2 separate regions of the Gossypium hirsutum genome follow, and region 2 is linked to region 1. Evidence: chromatin contacts called from public Hi-C data. All regions are on one chromosome and are shown on one strand. The core of a region is the stretch at or near the end of the contact, and the rest is flanking DNA. Distances in the headings are between cores, read along the strand shown. Region 1 overlaps LOC107901176 (golgin candidate 1). Region 2 holds the start of LOC107901175 (2-oxoglutarate-Fe(II) type oxidoreductase hxnY).

Region 1 (7,918 bases), core at 2,098-4,597:
TCAACCCTTAACTTTTATATTTTATGTCCACCATGTGTTTGTTAAAATGCTTATGTTGAATTTAATTTTAATCATGTGTTGAATCATTTTATTGGTTGATTGATGAATAGGTTACTTAACTAAGTTATTATCTATGCATTGATTCATTGTTTATTCAAGCATATTAAATTGCATATTGCACTATAATTGATGCCTCTAGTGGAAGATCTAGATAGATAAGATCGAGAAAAGACTATCGTGTAGGACTTTGATACATTTGTGTCAAATAGTGAAACCAAAAGGAGAACTATATGCCTAAGTGAGACCAAGAGGAGAGCTTAGGTGGTATCCTTTAGTTTAGGATGAGACCGAGAGGAGATTCCTAGCTAAGAGTGGCAAACAGTATAATCATCATAGGTTCGTTAACTTAGTTAGTAATCCATGAATCATGCGACCATCATTTCAATCAATCTGCATTGTTTCTAGTAAAGAGGAAGAAAGTTAGTTTGGTATTTTTATTTGTTAATGTAGAATTAGCTTAACTATTATTTTATTTGGTATTACTAATAATTTCTGACTCAACTAGATTAGTAATTGCTTAACTCATAATTAATTTGGTAAACATATTTACCAATTTGACAATCCCTTGGGTTCGATCCTTGGAATACTTTGTGTTCTATTGTAACACATATAAATATTAGAACTGACCTGTCACACTTGCAATCAAGTTGCTTTTAAATTATTATATTTTGTGCTAATTCTCTACTCGACGTTCGTACGCCATGGCGCGATTAAAAATCAAGAGAAAAACCTCTAATTCTTTATTTCTTCATTTTCTCTTGTATATCTCTTAGGTCTTTATTGTTAGATCTTTTTATCATTCTCATTTCCATTATTTGAGAGATCTTAACACTTGTAACCACACACCTTTGAGAAGTCTCCATTTGTTTACATCGTTTATTTTTGCTTGTAAAGGCTACTTGAGGTTTTTTAGGTATAAAACCTTAAAGTGATTTATAGAAGGTTATAGTTGAGCCTTATAGAAGCTAGAGGGTTATAATTTAGCCACAAAAGCTAGGGGGAAGGTTCTATCTCAACCTTATGAAAAAGAGATGAATTGTAAATGTTATACATTTTCCTTGAAAGGTATCAATTCAAGTATAGTGAATTGGCAAATCCTTGGTTGAGATATACCAAGGTAGTGGAGGTAGGGAATTGGAGTCAAACCACTCTTTTTCTCTTTCATTTAGAAAAGTTTTTAGAAATATTGAAGATACCAATTCACCCCCTCTTGGTATTTTCAAGCGTAACAATTGGTATTAGAGTTAGCTCTCCATCAAAGGTTTTACCATCGGGGGAGGAGACTCTAGGAAAAAGTACCGAGTTTGAAGATGGCACAAGCTTTCGGCTCAACTAGATTAAGTGAAGATCAATCCATTGTGAGAGCTTCCTACCTCAATGGAGAGAGCTACTCTTATTGGAAGATAAGGATGAAAATTTTCATCCAAGCCAATGATTTTTATGTGTGGAGGATTATCTCAAATGGTGATCTAAAGGTGCCCAATGATGAAAATGAGTGGGAAGATGATAACAAGAAGAAGGCTCAATTAAATGCCAAGGTCATGCACTCTTTTTTGTGCATTAAGTCCTAATGAGTACAAGAGAGTGTCCTAATGTCAAAGTGTAAAGAGATATGGAACAAGTTTGCCACCATTCATGAAGGAACAAACCAAGTCAAGGAATCCAAGATTAGTTTTCTTACACTTGACTTTGAGCTTTTCAAGATTAAGTCGGGAGAGAGCATCAAATAAATGTTCGATAGATTCACCGACATCATCAATGGTTTGAAGGCACTTGGGAAGGCTTATTCCAATAAACAAATGATGAAGAAATTGCTCAATAGCCTACCAAAAGAATGGGAAGCAAAAGTGACGACTATTGAAGAATCCAAAGATTTGGATAAGCTTTCTTTAGATGAGCTCATAAGTTCACTCATCACCTATGAGATGAAGTTGGAGCATGATAAATTTGGTTTATGGTCCTCCATCCAAGAAGAAAGCAACAATGATGCTGATGAGGAGTAGGATAATGAAAAAATAATCATATTTGTCAAGAAGTTCAAAAGATTAATGAAAATGGACAAAGGCAAGAGACTTCAAGAAAGAAAATAGTTTGCTACATTTGCAAAAAGTCGGGGCACAACAAGTATGATTGTCCTTTGAAGAAGAAGCAAGAGAAAAAAGAAAGCCATGGTAGCTACTTGGAGTGATCGCAACTCTTCCAATGATGAGGGCTTGGGCAAAATTTGCTTCATGTCTTTTGAAGAGCAGGAGGTATCATCTGGAAAAAGAGATTTGGTGATGAATCACTAAAAATATAAATGTGGAAGAATTTATTGTAAGTTATTTAAATATTAGGTATTTTGGTTGTTCTAGAAGATTGCGTGAAATTTAATAAAAATTTTAATTTTAATTTTAATTTTAGATTTAGATTTAGATTTTATATAATATTTTAAAGTTTTTTATTTTTTATAATTTTTATATTTTTAATATTTTTTTATTTTCAAAGGATGGTGCCACAAGTCACAAGTAATGACTATCACGCCATCTTGTTTTAAGACTACTACAATATCAATATATATATATACCAGAAAAAAAATCTTGAGTATTAAGCTAAGACAAAAAATATATCATAAAATCAATTTAGGATATGTTTTAGGAGGCCAAATGAGTATTTGAGTTGTAAATAAAGGTCAGATTACAAATTACAACGGTACACTTCTATAAATAAAGGAGACTACTTGTAGAAGGATTTAAAAATAGTATTGCGTATATACTCTTTATAGCAATTACCGATGAGGTAAACTGAAGGTGACATTATATATGCATAGATTTAATTAGCCATGTTAATATTAGTTATCATACCATATTATATACAATATCTCTTCAAAAACATTCATTTATGATGTAGAGAACGAGTAAACGTCACCGTTTCCAAGTCACCTGTATACCAAAAGAATATTATCATTCACAGCCGAACCACTTACTTTGGATCTACAACATGCTTGCTGGCTTCTCATTTCTGATTTTCCCACCCCCATTTCCAAAACGAACTTCCAATTTATGTAAAATTGGTAGTATGTCGACAGAAAATCAACAGCTAGCAGTTAGCGGCCGCTTGATGCATCTGGATTTCAGAAATACACCAAAATCTAAATTTGCTAGTTGTAGTTCTCAATATAAAAATGCCAGTGACTGATTTTAGATGTGTGTGCATCTTCTATAGTTTCCTAATTCTCGAAGTGTTCTTGGATCATTCCATGTATGCCTGCAAAAGAAAATAAGAATAAGCAAACCTTGCAGATGGTAAACCACATAGTTGGAGAACCCTTGGTCGGAGCTAAGGTGCATTTTATTCCCCAATTAGGGTAAGTTGGAGTTTTTAAGACCCATAGATTCCGCGAGTTCCCTAGCAGCAAAATTGTCCGCTTGTTCCTATAAACAACATTTAATGCGATGATTAGGCATGTGTGATAAGGCATATTGACTTACAGTTGGAAATATAAGTGGATCCCAACAATCAATTGTTCATATGTTAATTTTCCAAAAGGCCGGATAGTCAATACCTGAAGACGATGTAACAAGTACATCAAGAAGAGATGTACAAATACCTGCATATAATTTTTGTCATTGTTATTATAGAATTTAATCCATATATAACACATTTCTACAAAGAGAAGGTGAAACTGTTCTTACAAGATAGCATAGCAAGATTATTCGAGCTGCTGGATATCGCCAAAGAAATCTTGTGGCCCTAACAGATACTGAATCCAGTAATTTCACAACCTTCTGTAACTGCATGAGGCAGGTTGAAACATGGGTCAGAATAAACAATGGGGATGATAAGTTGGTTTTCGGGATATAAGAGGGAGAATACCTGTATGCTTGCAACAGCCATGTGACGGTGATGCAAGGGAAGAGGCCTGCAATTTTGAAAATATCAAAAGTAACCTCGTCATTAAATTAAGAGGAAAAAAATATATTCATGCAGGGGATAGGAGAGCCAATATGAATGTAGGATGGACAGGTAGCAATAGCTCTTTTCAATTTCGCTTCACATCTATTTACACTCCATACCAGTACTAGGGAGAGCATATATTAAAGCCAAAATGAATAACTCAATCACAAGAGTCAAAGCCTAAATATTTACACAGAGTATTCTAATTTGAAGGCACTACAGCCAAAAAAACCAATGCAAGAACAACAGCCAAGGTATCAACAAAAATGAGCGCATATGGTCAGTTAATGGATGATTCAGCCCTGCAGATTCCACTCTGAAAGAATTTCTTTTCTTTTCTTTTTTCCCTTTTCTCCCTTCTTACCAAAGAATGAGAATTTAGAAGTTCTAGTCATAACGGTTGCATAATATTACACTTTCATCTCATTGAACTTAAGGGTGCACCATGATGCTTTCCTTATAGGCTATGTTAAATACTGGGAGGTAAATGTCTAAGTTGCAAAGAAACCAATTCATTCCAAACATGGCGCTAACATCAGCTATACTATTTCATTCTTTCATCCAAAGGAAAGATGTATGTAAATAATCATATCAGGAGATCTAATTGAGCCCAACAGAACACCTACAACAGTTGATGGTTCTGCAGAACATACAATTTATAAGCTTCAAATTAATCAAATATAAGCAATTTTAACAAATCATGTTTCCTCAAATGAAAACCAGTCTGAAAGGGAAGGTAACATATATTCTTTTACTTGCTAAAAAAGATCACATCCCAATACTCTCAATAAGATGCTAAAACTTGCAGATAAAGGATCTAAGGATTGTAATCTAATAAAACAAAAAGCTTAACATACTCAAGTGCTTTGATTTCAGTGTCTTCCTCCCAGGACATTGATGCCCGACGAGGAACTCTACTTCTTTCTACTTCAACCTGTTGATTGGAATAGTACATCACAAGCAAAAAACAATGATATTGAATATAATTAGTTCTAACAAGACATAGACAATCAGTCCTGCAGCAGAGATATCACTAAACCTGTGCTTCCTGAAGACGCTTTATTTCCTTCTCCAACTGGAACTCGGCTGCAGCTTTTTCACTAGCCATAGTTTCTAACTGCGTTTGCTTGTTGTACTGAATAATGGTGTATCCCCAAGAAGTCAGCCCAAACAAATAGGTTTTACAAGAACAAGTGAAAAAGTAAACCTCAGTTTCTATTACCAAAAGGTCAGTTAATTCACGGTAGCGTTTCTCTAGCTCCATATGCTCCTGAGAGTAGGCAACAACATATGACAATGGCTCCATATATGTGTTTGAAGTAAGAAAAACAGAAGAATAAATTTGAACTGTTACCTGTCGAGAATAATGCTCAGCATCCCTCTTCATGGCAGCCATTTCAACCCTCATTTTCTGCAGTTCAGCCTGCAGACAGGAAAAGTGGTCAAAGAAAACAAATCCAAAAATCAGCCAGCAAAGAAACCAGAATAATCTTACTATAATTTTACAATATAGAAAAGAGGAAAACATTTTTTTGATACTTGCCTCTAACAAAGAGAGCTTGCTCTCAGCGTCTCTTTGACCTCTGCGTGCACGCTCTACTTCCTCCTGCCATGCCTGCATCTAATAAAACCATCTTTAAGTCATCATTTTCTCAATTACTACAGTTGATGCAACAGCTAAAGGCCACATATTATGCCTGTAAGTAGATGTTAAATGGATTTTGAACTTTTGAACTTCAGAATGTTCTTAATGACATAGAATCCATGTCCCAGTAGACAACATTATGCATATCCCATAAGTAGGTGCTTTTTAATGCTAGGCTCTGGCTGTATGGAAATGGTCCAGTGACATTTCCAAGATAGAATTAAGACAGTTATATCCTCAACATATCTACCTGAACCATTTGATTTGCCTCTTCTGGGGACTTCTTTTGTCCACGACGAGCTCGAGCTTCCAAATTTTGCAATTCTTGATTTAGAGATGCACATTCAACCTGACATAATATCAGGTAAATATTAAGAGGCTTTTCACTTCATATTTTGCTCAGTCAAAGAGGTAAACTTTCATATAAAGCATTGTTATCAGTTTGTTTTATATACCTCAAGAAGTGCCAGCTTCTGCTCAAACTCTGCAGCTTTTGTTGTCCTCTCATCTGCAACCCTCTGGATAGCGAAACAAGCAACAATTTACAATGCTTGTTGGAAATATATAGAGGGCCAAATGATCAATGGACACCTGTGCTGAACAAGGAAAGGGCACCAGCTTTGCTAAAAAAGTAGCGGTATTTTGAACTCCAAACTTTAAATGGCATATTAACTACAGGACAGACTGTTGATTTTTTATTTTTTATTTTTTTAAAATTAATGGAAAATAAATTAAACTAAGCTATGACACCATAATGGTGGAACTAATTGCAGTATCCTCATAAATAGCGCAATTGTAAACAAGTGCAGCAACAATGAATGATAGCTTAGAGACAACAATCAACATAAAACTACTATATTAGTAAATATGAAGCAGAAAATGAGATGTCGAAATGCCTTTGAGATTAGTTAACCACTATCCTGATTAAAAATTTCATGTAATTGCCCTTTTTTCGTCACTTCAGTATTTGAAACTCATGCAGATCATTAAAAACTGGTTTCCATGTTTTCTCGGAGAAAGATTTGAAGTAAATAAGATTGTGAAGATATTACCGGGTAACAGATCTTAGAAACACCAGAATCCAAGAATTTAGAGTGCAAACATCCAATGAACCATTTGAAAATAAATTAAACTAAGCTATGACACCATAATGGTGGAACTAATTGCAGTATCCTCGTAAATAGCACAATTGTAAACAAGTGCAGCAACAATGAAGGATAGCTTAAAGACAACAATCAACATAAAACTACTATATTAGTAAATATGAAGCTGAAAATGAGATGTCGAAATGCCTTTGAGATTAGTTAACCACTATCCTGATTAAAAATTTCATGTAATTGCCCTTTTTTTGTCACTTCATTATTTGAAACTCGTGCAGATCATTAAAAACTGGTTTCCATGTTTTCTCAGAGAAAGAGTTGTGGTAAATAAGATTGTGAAGATATTACCAGGTAACAGATCTTAGAAACACCAGAATCCAAGAATTCAGAGTGCAAACATCCAATGAACCATTTGAAAATAAATTAAACTAAGCTATGACACCATAATGGTGGAACTAATTGCAGTATCCTCGTAAATAGCGCAATTGTAAACAAGTGCAGCAACAATGAAGGACAGCTTAAAGACAACAGTCAACATAAAACTACTATATTAGTAAATATGAAGCTGAAAATGAGATGTCGAAATGCCTTTGAGATTAGTTAACCACTATCCTGATTAAAAATTTCATGTAATTGCCCTTTTTTCGTCACTTCAGTATTTGAAACTCATGCAGATCATTAAAAACTGGTTTCCATGTTTTCTCGGAGAAAGATTTGAAGTAAATAAGATTGTGAAGATATTACCGGGTAACAGATCTTAGAAACACCAGAATCCAAGAATTTAGCGTGCAAACATCCAATGAACCATTTGAAAATAAATTAAACTAAGCTATGACACCATAATGGTGGAACTAATTGCAGTATCCTCGTAAATAGCACAATTGTAAACAAGTGCAGCAACAATGAAGGATAGCTTAAAGACAACAATCAACATAAAACTACTATATTAGTAAATATGAAGCTGAAAATGAGATGTCGAAATGCCTTTGAGATTAGTTAACCACTATCCTGATTAAAAATTTCATGTAATTGCCCTTTTTTTGTCACTTCATTATTTGAAACTCGTGCAGATCATTAAAAACTGGTTTCCATGTTTTCTCAGAGAAAGAGTTGTGGTAAATAAGATTGTGAAGATATTACCAGGTAACAGATCTTAGAAACACCAGAATCCAAGAAT
Region 2 (7,918 bases), core at 3,652-6,151, 41 kb before region 1:
GTTGCCATGAAATGTTTTAAAGTAATTAGTTATCTTTAAATATCATTTTTAAAACAACTATAACTTTTGGTCAAGACATTATTATTTGCTAAAAAAAGAGTTAATTTTGTTGAATGAAATTTGATAAAGAAATTAATTTTAGGTTTTTTATTTGCTAAGATATTTGTAATTTCTATTTTGTGCTTTGCAAAGATCCTTAATATGTATTGTTTATCTTTCATTGACAGTGTGTTATTGTTTCATCTTCTTCTTTGGCTTGTTTGAATGCTTCCTCTATCCATAGCTAAACCATTCATTTAGTCACTGAATCACTGCAAATTCTTTTGCAATTAAATTCTTTGATTTTGTTTTAATGTTATTGAGATTAGTGTTGAAGAAACATAACCGTTTTACTATGATTTGAAGATATGTAACACTTTAATATCTTGTAGTAATGACTTATTTGCCTTTAATAGTACAAAGTGAGAGGTGTAAAAGAATTGGTCTTGCAATAATGATTTGAATATATGTAACCTTTTGTTAATGTATGAACATTATGTTTAGATGTAAAATATAATTTTTAAGCTATTTATTACTTCTAATAGTTTGCTTTTTAGTTTAGAAGATAATTAAATTATTTGTTTCGCTAATGATATTTTAACACATTAAATATGCATTGCAATTTAAAATAAATAAAGTAGGTTATATATTATTTTTATAATATTATATATTATGATTTTTATTAATATTTTATTAATAATTATATTAAGAATGTTATTAAATTATATATTATGTTATTAAATTGTATTTAATAATAATTATGTTAAAATATGATTAAATTATTTTTATTATTTATATTAAATTATATTTAATAATCTTATTAAAATTTAATAACAACAACAAAAATCATTTATCTAAAAAAATTCTACTAAGGGTACTTTGGTCATTTAAGTCTTTTTACTTATGCTATTATAACATCTATTCCATTCAACCAAATATAAGAATACTATTATAGCTTTATTCTATTCCATTAAACCAAACAAATAGATTACTCATTACTGCTCTATTCTATTACAACCTTATTCCACTTACCCCAATGAAACGTAATGTAAATGCAATTAAGGGTCTGTTTGATTGACGAAATTGATTTTCCGGAAAATCATTTCCAACTTTTCCAGCGTTTGATTGGCGGAAAACATTTTCCATTTGGAAAATGAACTCCAAAACAAGGGAAAATGGGTTACATTTTAGGGAAAATGTCTTACCCTTTCAATTTCCGTAAGACATTTTCCGTGCTCTCCTCTCTATCACCTCCTTCATTCCTTCCTTCATTTCCGGTAGAAAACTGCTTCTGTTTATCGATTTTCCAGTAACTTGTTTTTTTAATTATTCAATACTTGTTTTTTTAACATAATTACAAATAATTTATTTGATATTAGTTTTTTTCAATTTATAACGATTAATATTGTAGCTTAATAATTGAGTATTATTATAAATAAATCATTGCAATATAAGTAAAAATAATTTAAAATATAAAAATTTATTAATATATATTAATATATGTAAAAACAACTTTTCCGAAAAATATTTTCAAAAAATCTGCCAAGCAGCAGAAAATATTTTACACAGGTTCAATCAAACACCAGAAAATATTTTCCAGTAAATCATTTTATAGAAAAGTAAAACATTTTCTAGAAATCATTTTACGGAAAATATTTTACTGGCAATCAAACAGACCCTAAGTGCATTAGATATTAAACAAGTTAGCAAACAAGAATCTCTATTGATTGAAGATGATGGCAAAGATGATAGATTGAAGTACATTAAAATGTTTTTGTAATATTATTTGTACGTATTTTTAAATTTAAATTTACTTTTATTGTTTTGAGGAAGTTGAATATTTTAATTGTTTTTGGGAGATGATATTTTTAATAAAATTATTTAATTTCATGTTAAAATTTTTTAAACTTAATTATAGTTTCTTGACCAATAATTATTTAGTTTTGATTGAAAAGGAGGGGGAAGGGGCGAGTCGTGGCAAGGGGGCATTCGGAGGTGGGGAGCGATGGTGCGGTGAGGGACATAGGATCGAATGGGGGTTGGCAGCACCGGAGGGCTATGGGAGCGATAGCTAGGGTTTTTCTTTTTTGGAGGGTTAGGAGGAAGAAGTCAAGGTAAAAAGAAAAAGAAAAACAAAATTGGAGTTTTTGGGTTAAAAAGGGGGACACGGTCATGTAAAGGTACGTGTTGGGCCACACGGCTGTGTGTGGTGTTTCTTTAGCCCATATGTGATTGAGAAAGTGAAGTTATATTGTAAAGATCATGAGATAAAAGTCCCCAATTTAAGTGCTTCATACAAAACCAGTCGAGGTCGGTCTCGCATCCAGAGGGCTAACCTCACAATTGAGCATCACTATCGATTTGATATATTCATTATTGGTATCGATTCCTTGCTAACAGAAATGAATTCTCGCTTTAATGATGAGGTAGTGGAGTTACTTGTTCTTAACTCTGCTTTGGATCCACGTGATAATTACAAAGCTTTTCGGGTGGAAGATATTTGCAAGCTTATGAATGATTTTTATCCGGACGATTTTACGGAGCAAGAAAAGCTACACATGAAGATTCAATTGGAGTATTTTTAACTTGATGCTCATCAAAGCATAGAGTTGCAGAAAGCTTCTACGATTGTCAAGTTGTGTCAAGTGCTAGCTAAGACAAATGATTCAAGTATTTATCCTCTTCTCGTGTCTATTGCAATAACCGAACAAACATTTTCAGCCATAAAAATTGTGAAGACAATGTTTCGCAACAGAATGGAGGATGATTTTTTTTTTCAGCTTGCTTGGTTGCATACATCGAAAAAGAGATAGATTGAGAATTTTCAACAGGTTCTATCATTGATGAGTTTGATCTTATGAAAAACGGAGGGTGCAATTTAAGATGCCTAGTATTGATAAATAGGACTAAGGCCAAGTTTTTTAAATTTAATTTTTGGAATTATAATGGTATTTATGAAAATTTTAGTATGATATCAGTTATTCTTTCTTGCATATTGGAAAGAAATATTTAATTCTATATAGTATGATTTTTTCTTTTAATTTTTTTACAGTTAAATCGTTCATAATTTAAAAAAAAACATTAAATTGATTTGTTTAATAAAACAAAGATTCCGAGAAGAATTGACACTTTTTACGTTAAAAAAATCGTTTAGATTTAAAATTTTCACCCCCTTAAAATAAAATTCTGAATCCATCCTTGATGTCAATTGTCTAGATCAAATTGTGACAAGTGATGTTAACATTCCAGATTATTTGCAATGCAGGAAATAAATTAAAGGTCATAAAGTTTGTACGTTGGAGTATTTTTTTTATGCTTAAGTCAATTCTTGATGAAAAGAGTGAAATGGTGTAAGATTAAGTGTATGGTCATACCTGATCAACATCATAATATTAGTATTTATAGATGTCTATGGTGCTTACCTAAGGTTGTTTGGCCTTGTGGTTGGATCTGACTATTGCTCCTTATTGGCTAGTCCGTTTTCTCTACATCTTCGAGGACATTAGTCCATGCTCAATTCTATCGAAGGATTAAGTTAATATTAGGGGTGTTAAAACGGTTAATTGAATTAAATTAATATTAATTAAATTAATTAAAATTTTTAATTTTTTAATTATTAACTGAACCGAAATATTTCGATTATTTCGGTCGGTGAATTAACCGAAATTTATATATATATATATTTATTAAAACAAGTATAAAACATATAAAAAAATAAATTAATAATGTTCATTTGACCGAATTAATTAAATTAGTAATTACTTAATACATAATAATATATAATATTATTTATTAAGTTCGGTTAATTACTTGATTTCGAATTGAATTAACCATTAATCAAAATTCTAAAAAACCTTTAACTAACCTCCAACCGAACTAGATCGGTTAATCGAATTAAATCAATTTAACGAATTAATTAGATTTTAACCGAAGTTTGAACACCCTAACTAAGAGATCTTGTAGAAGCCAACCAATGATGAAGATTGAAGAAAATGCCAACAAATGGTAGCAAACGGAAGCGAACGTATGAAATACTGGAGTTTGGATAGATTTGGAAAAAAGAACCTAGGTTTGAATCCATTGATTTTTAGTTTTAATTTTTTTTTAATTATAATTATTGGATGGGTTGGCTAAAAAATAAAACAAAATTGGACAGGTTGGGGATACGATTTGGGGTAATATTAAGGGGGAAAAAAATAGAAAACCAAAACATCTTCTAAAACCGGTTTAGAAGGGTTTTAGCTAAGTTACCTGACTCTCTGTTTCGATTTCTTTTAACCGTTCAAAACTCGTCACTGATGAAATGGTTGGATCAGACATTTTCAATTTAATCATTCGGTCTAATCTGGTTATGTCTGCCTTACTAGTTTAATTATTAAAACCAATTAACCTTTTATTATTATCTAAAAATTCTATTAGAATATAGAAGTTTTATTTTTACATGGTTGGAAGCTAGTTAATAATGACAAATGAAATATGTATGATATTAAAATGAAAAAATATTAAATTTAAACACATAAATACATATATTACTAAATGAATACAATTATTTATGATGGTGTTACCATCTATCTTGAATTGACGTTGTGTTAACTTATGACACTAATTTAACCAATAACATTACTAATATATATACAATCGATAGATATAATAAAGTATGTATAATAAAATCAAAATATATAAAAAATATTAAAATAAATGGAAATTTATAATTTTTCAAATTTTTATATTTTTATAAGAAATGTACTTCAACTCATGTTTTCCAATGTCAGAATCACTTTTATTTAGAAAATAGAAATTGAGGTGAAAAATATTAGATAAGTAATATAGAAATGTAAAACAAAACCTACCACCTTAAATTATGTGAACCAGAAAACGCGTGTCCCACTTACATTACCGAGAAGTTGCCGTTGGTCTCTCAACCTATAAATTCTCATCTCGAATTTCTAAACTATGAGACCATTAAACTAACAAAAGCAGAACACCAACTGCGCCAAAAAGAGAAAGCAAAATGGCAAATCAGAAGCAAAGCGGACCCGAACCTCCTATCAAAGTCTCAACCATCAATTGTATCGATCTGTCTAATCCTGATATTGGTGAATCCGTTGCTTTACTAAAGCAGGTTTGGTTCCCCTCTGTATCTTTTTGGCTTCTGTGTTTTGTTGTACTTGTCATATGAATTTACTGGTTTCTGTTTTCTTTTCAACTGTTTTGATGATTCGAAGTTGATAGTTTGATGCCTTGGTGATTATCAGACAACCCCATAATAGAAGTTTGGTTTTTTTTTTTTTTTTTTGTGGTGGGTTTAGGCTTGCTTGGATTGTGGATTTTTCTATGTTGTAAATCATGGGATAAGCCAGGAATTTATGGATGAAGTATTTGCTCAAAGCAAGAAGTTTTTTTATTTGCCATTAAACGAGAAACTGAAAGTTTTGAGGAATGAGAAACATAGAGGCTACACTCCCATGTTTGATGAGGTTCTTGACCCTGACAATCAAGTGCATGGTCAGCAATTCTTTCTCTTTAGCGTTTGTATTTCTGTATAACTGCATCATATGTTCTATTTTTCATATTCATCATTGGTGCAATAGTTTGCGTGCAACTATAGTATCAAGCTTTTTTTCCCCTGTTGGGGTAGCAGGAGACTACAAAGAGGGGTATTACATAGGCGTGGACGTGCCTGAAAATGATCCTGAATCCGAGAAGCCGTTTAATGGGCCTAATGTTTGGCCGGCAGATGGTAAAATGTTTCAACTTTCATTGGTTGGTTATTTTGCAAGACCTGTTTAAAAGAATATTTCACCAATTGCTTTGGTCACTTTTGGCACTGGTTAGGTGTTTTGCCTGGTTGGAGGCAGACTATGGAGAAATTCCATCATGAGGCATTGTAAGTTATAAGTTATGTGATTACATATCTATGCTTGTTTCATGATGATGTGTGCAAAGAAAAATGGCTGATAAGAATTTATATTTCTTCTTCTTGCTATTAGAGAGGTGGGAAAGGCAGTTTCAAGGATCATAGCGCTTGCACTTGATCTAGAGGTTGATTTCTTTGATAAGCCTGAGGTGCTTGGGAAGCCTATTGCCACCTTGCGCTTGCTACACTATGAAGGTGTAAGATCATAGGATATCTTTATTAATCTTATTGTCATACACAATTGATATAAATCATTATATGAATTTCATAATCTGTTCAGATCAATTTTCTGATCCCGCAAAAGGAATATATGGAGCTGGAGCCCATTCTGACTTCGGATTTATTACACTTTTGGCAACCGATGATGTTATGGGTCTACAAGTATGAAAGTTGCTATAACATGTGACTATATTGCCAGTTTTCTTCACATTTCACTAGTTAACAAATGTTTATTTGATTTTTCTGCAGATATGCAAGGATAAAGATGCAAAACCTCAGATATGGGAGTATGTGACACCAATAAAAGGGTAAGTCACTGATGGCTAGCAGAGATTTGAGCTTGTAGGTTACATTGTACACATGCTTCCATATTGTGCATATGCAATTTGGTTTTAGTAGAGAATGCATTTGGATCCAATCTCAGTTTTAGTGAATTTTGTCTAATTATTTACTGCCCCGAGCTTGCTATCATTATTCTTTTGTGATATCTTCTTAAATTTCTATCCTTGCATTGTTCTATTCTTGCTTCCCTTGTGCTAAGTTTAACTTTTTAATCACCAATATATGATGGGCTTAATATGTGGTTGATTTGTTCAGAGCTTTCATAGTCAACCTTGGGGACATGCTGGAGCGCTGGAGCAACTGTATGTTCAAGTAATGTGCTAGCTTCAGTTGTAACTATGGTCTACACTGCCTTATTAAAGATGAAATTAATTATGGATTTCCAGGGGCCTCATTGCTGAAGAGCTTAGACTAATTTTGATGATCTGCTTTGCCTTTTACTTTTAAGTTTAGCCATTTATTATATTGATAAATTGAAAGCAGAGAAATGTTGTTTAAGGCTGTCATCTCAAACAAATAGAACTCCGTTACCTTTTGGTTCTTTTGCATCATTACATGTACATAGGATCACTAAGAGAAAGCTGCCTTATGGTGACCTTGAGCTTTTTTGTGCCCGAGGTGTTGTTTCTTTGCAATATTCTTATGCTTATTCATCATTTCATCTTTCCTCGTTTGAAAGTGTACTGCTGTAAACTCTGTTCATTTGTTTTGAAATATTATAGTTTCTTGATGTCATGTTGTGGAAGGCTGGAAGCTACCTTTTTATAACCATCTTTCCCCTGTTGTATCTAGCAGGTCCACCTTGCACAGAGTTTTGGGGAATGGTCAAGACAGATATTCTGTAAGACCCTTTTTTTTTAACAACCCTCGTAAAATTTTATTAATATCTGTTCAGGGCATTGAAATTTACATCATCATGAGTTACATCAGCATCAAAGAGAAAATTATGCACTAGGAAAAAACAACTGATAAAAGTATCCAAGTACCTAACTTTCTTTGTTATCCAGGTTTTAAGGCCTTTCGCCGTATTCATGATTGATTAGATGCTCTATGATGTCTTCATGTTACAATATCAAGTTGCTCCATTGTATTCATCTTGTTACACTCCTTGTACATCCCATGCATGACTTTAGTGCTGGTTATATATTTACTTCTTCACTGTCTATGGTAATTAACTACAAACAAGGTAAATTTGGCTTTTCTAGCACTTTGAAATTTACGTTCCTACCAACTCTCATTTTGTAAGTTTCTTTATGATTATTGTAGCCTGGATTTTTCTTGGCACATTTTGTCTTGCTAACATTTACATAATCTTAAAAGTAAAACTAAGGTTTATGTGTTTTGTTTCTGATGGCAGATTGCATACTTTGTGGAACCTAACCATGACAGTCTGGTTGAATG

Evidence for each region. A called contact is a pair of places that touch in the nucleus more often than the background predicts.
Region 2: a Hi-C map of leaf shows a contact between it and region 1, with 1.8 times the contacts expected there. The contact joins the promoter of LOC107901175 here to the enhancer-like site in region 1. A contact is called at or near these places in 5 of 34 Hi-C or Micro-C datasets (callus, leaf, petal and 1 more).

What each region holds. Positions count from the first base shown.
Region 1 is chrD06:11,918,995-11,926,912 of Gossypium_hirsutum_v2.1, reverse strand. It overlaps LOC107901176 (golgin candidate 1), which reads right to left. Exons shown (of 22, transcript XR_005914690.1): 11 at 6,097-6,159; 12 at 5,892-5,990; 13 at 5,540-5,617; 14 at 5,351-5,419; 15 at 5,219-5,266; 16 at 5,036-5,131; 17 at 4,854-4,930; 18 at 3,916-3,961; 19 at 3,735-3,833; 20 at 3,605-3,649; 21 at 3,026-3,473; 22 at 2,077-2,319. Among protein-coding and RNA genes, the nearest start is that of LOC107901176, 10 kb to the right of the region's middle. Within about 2 kb of position 3,347, at least 2 of the 9 cell types and tissues checked have an H3K27ac peak or open chromatin away from gene starts, as enhancers often do.
Region 2 is chrD06:11,961,352-11,969,269 of Gossypium_hirsutum_v2.1, reverse strand. LOC107901175 (2-oxoglutarate-Fe(II) type oxidoreductase hxnY) reads left to right here and starts at 4,901. Exons shown (of 11, transcript XM_016827073.2): 1 at 4,901-5,161; 2 at 5,349-5,544; 3 at 5,681-5,779; 4 at 5,875-5,926; 5 at 6,030-6,151; 6 at 6,237-6,337; 7 at 6,425-6,483; 8 at 6,773-6,819; 9 at 7,313-7,358; 10 at 7,875-7,918. The coding sequence starts at 5,051.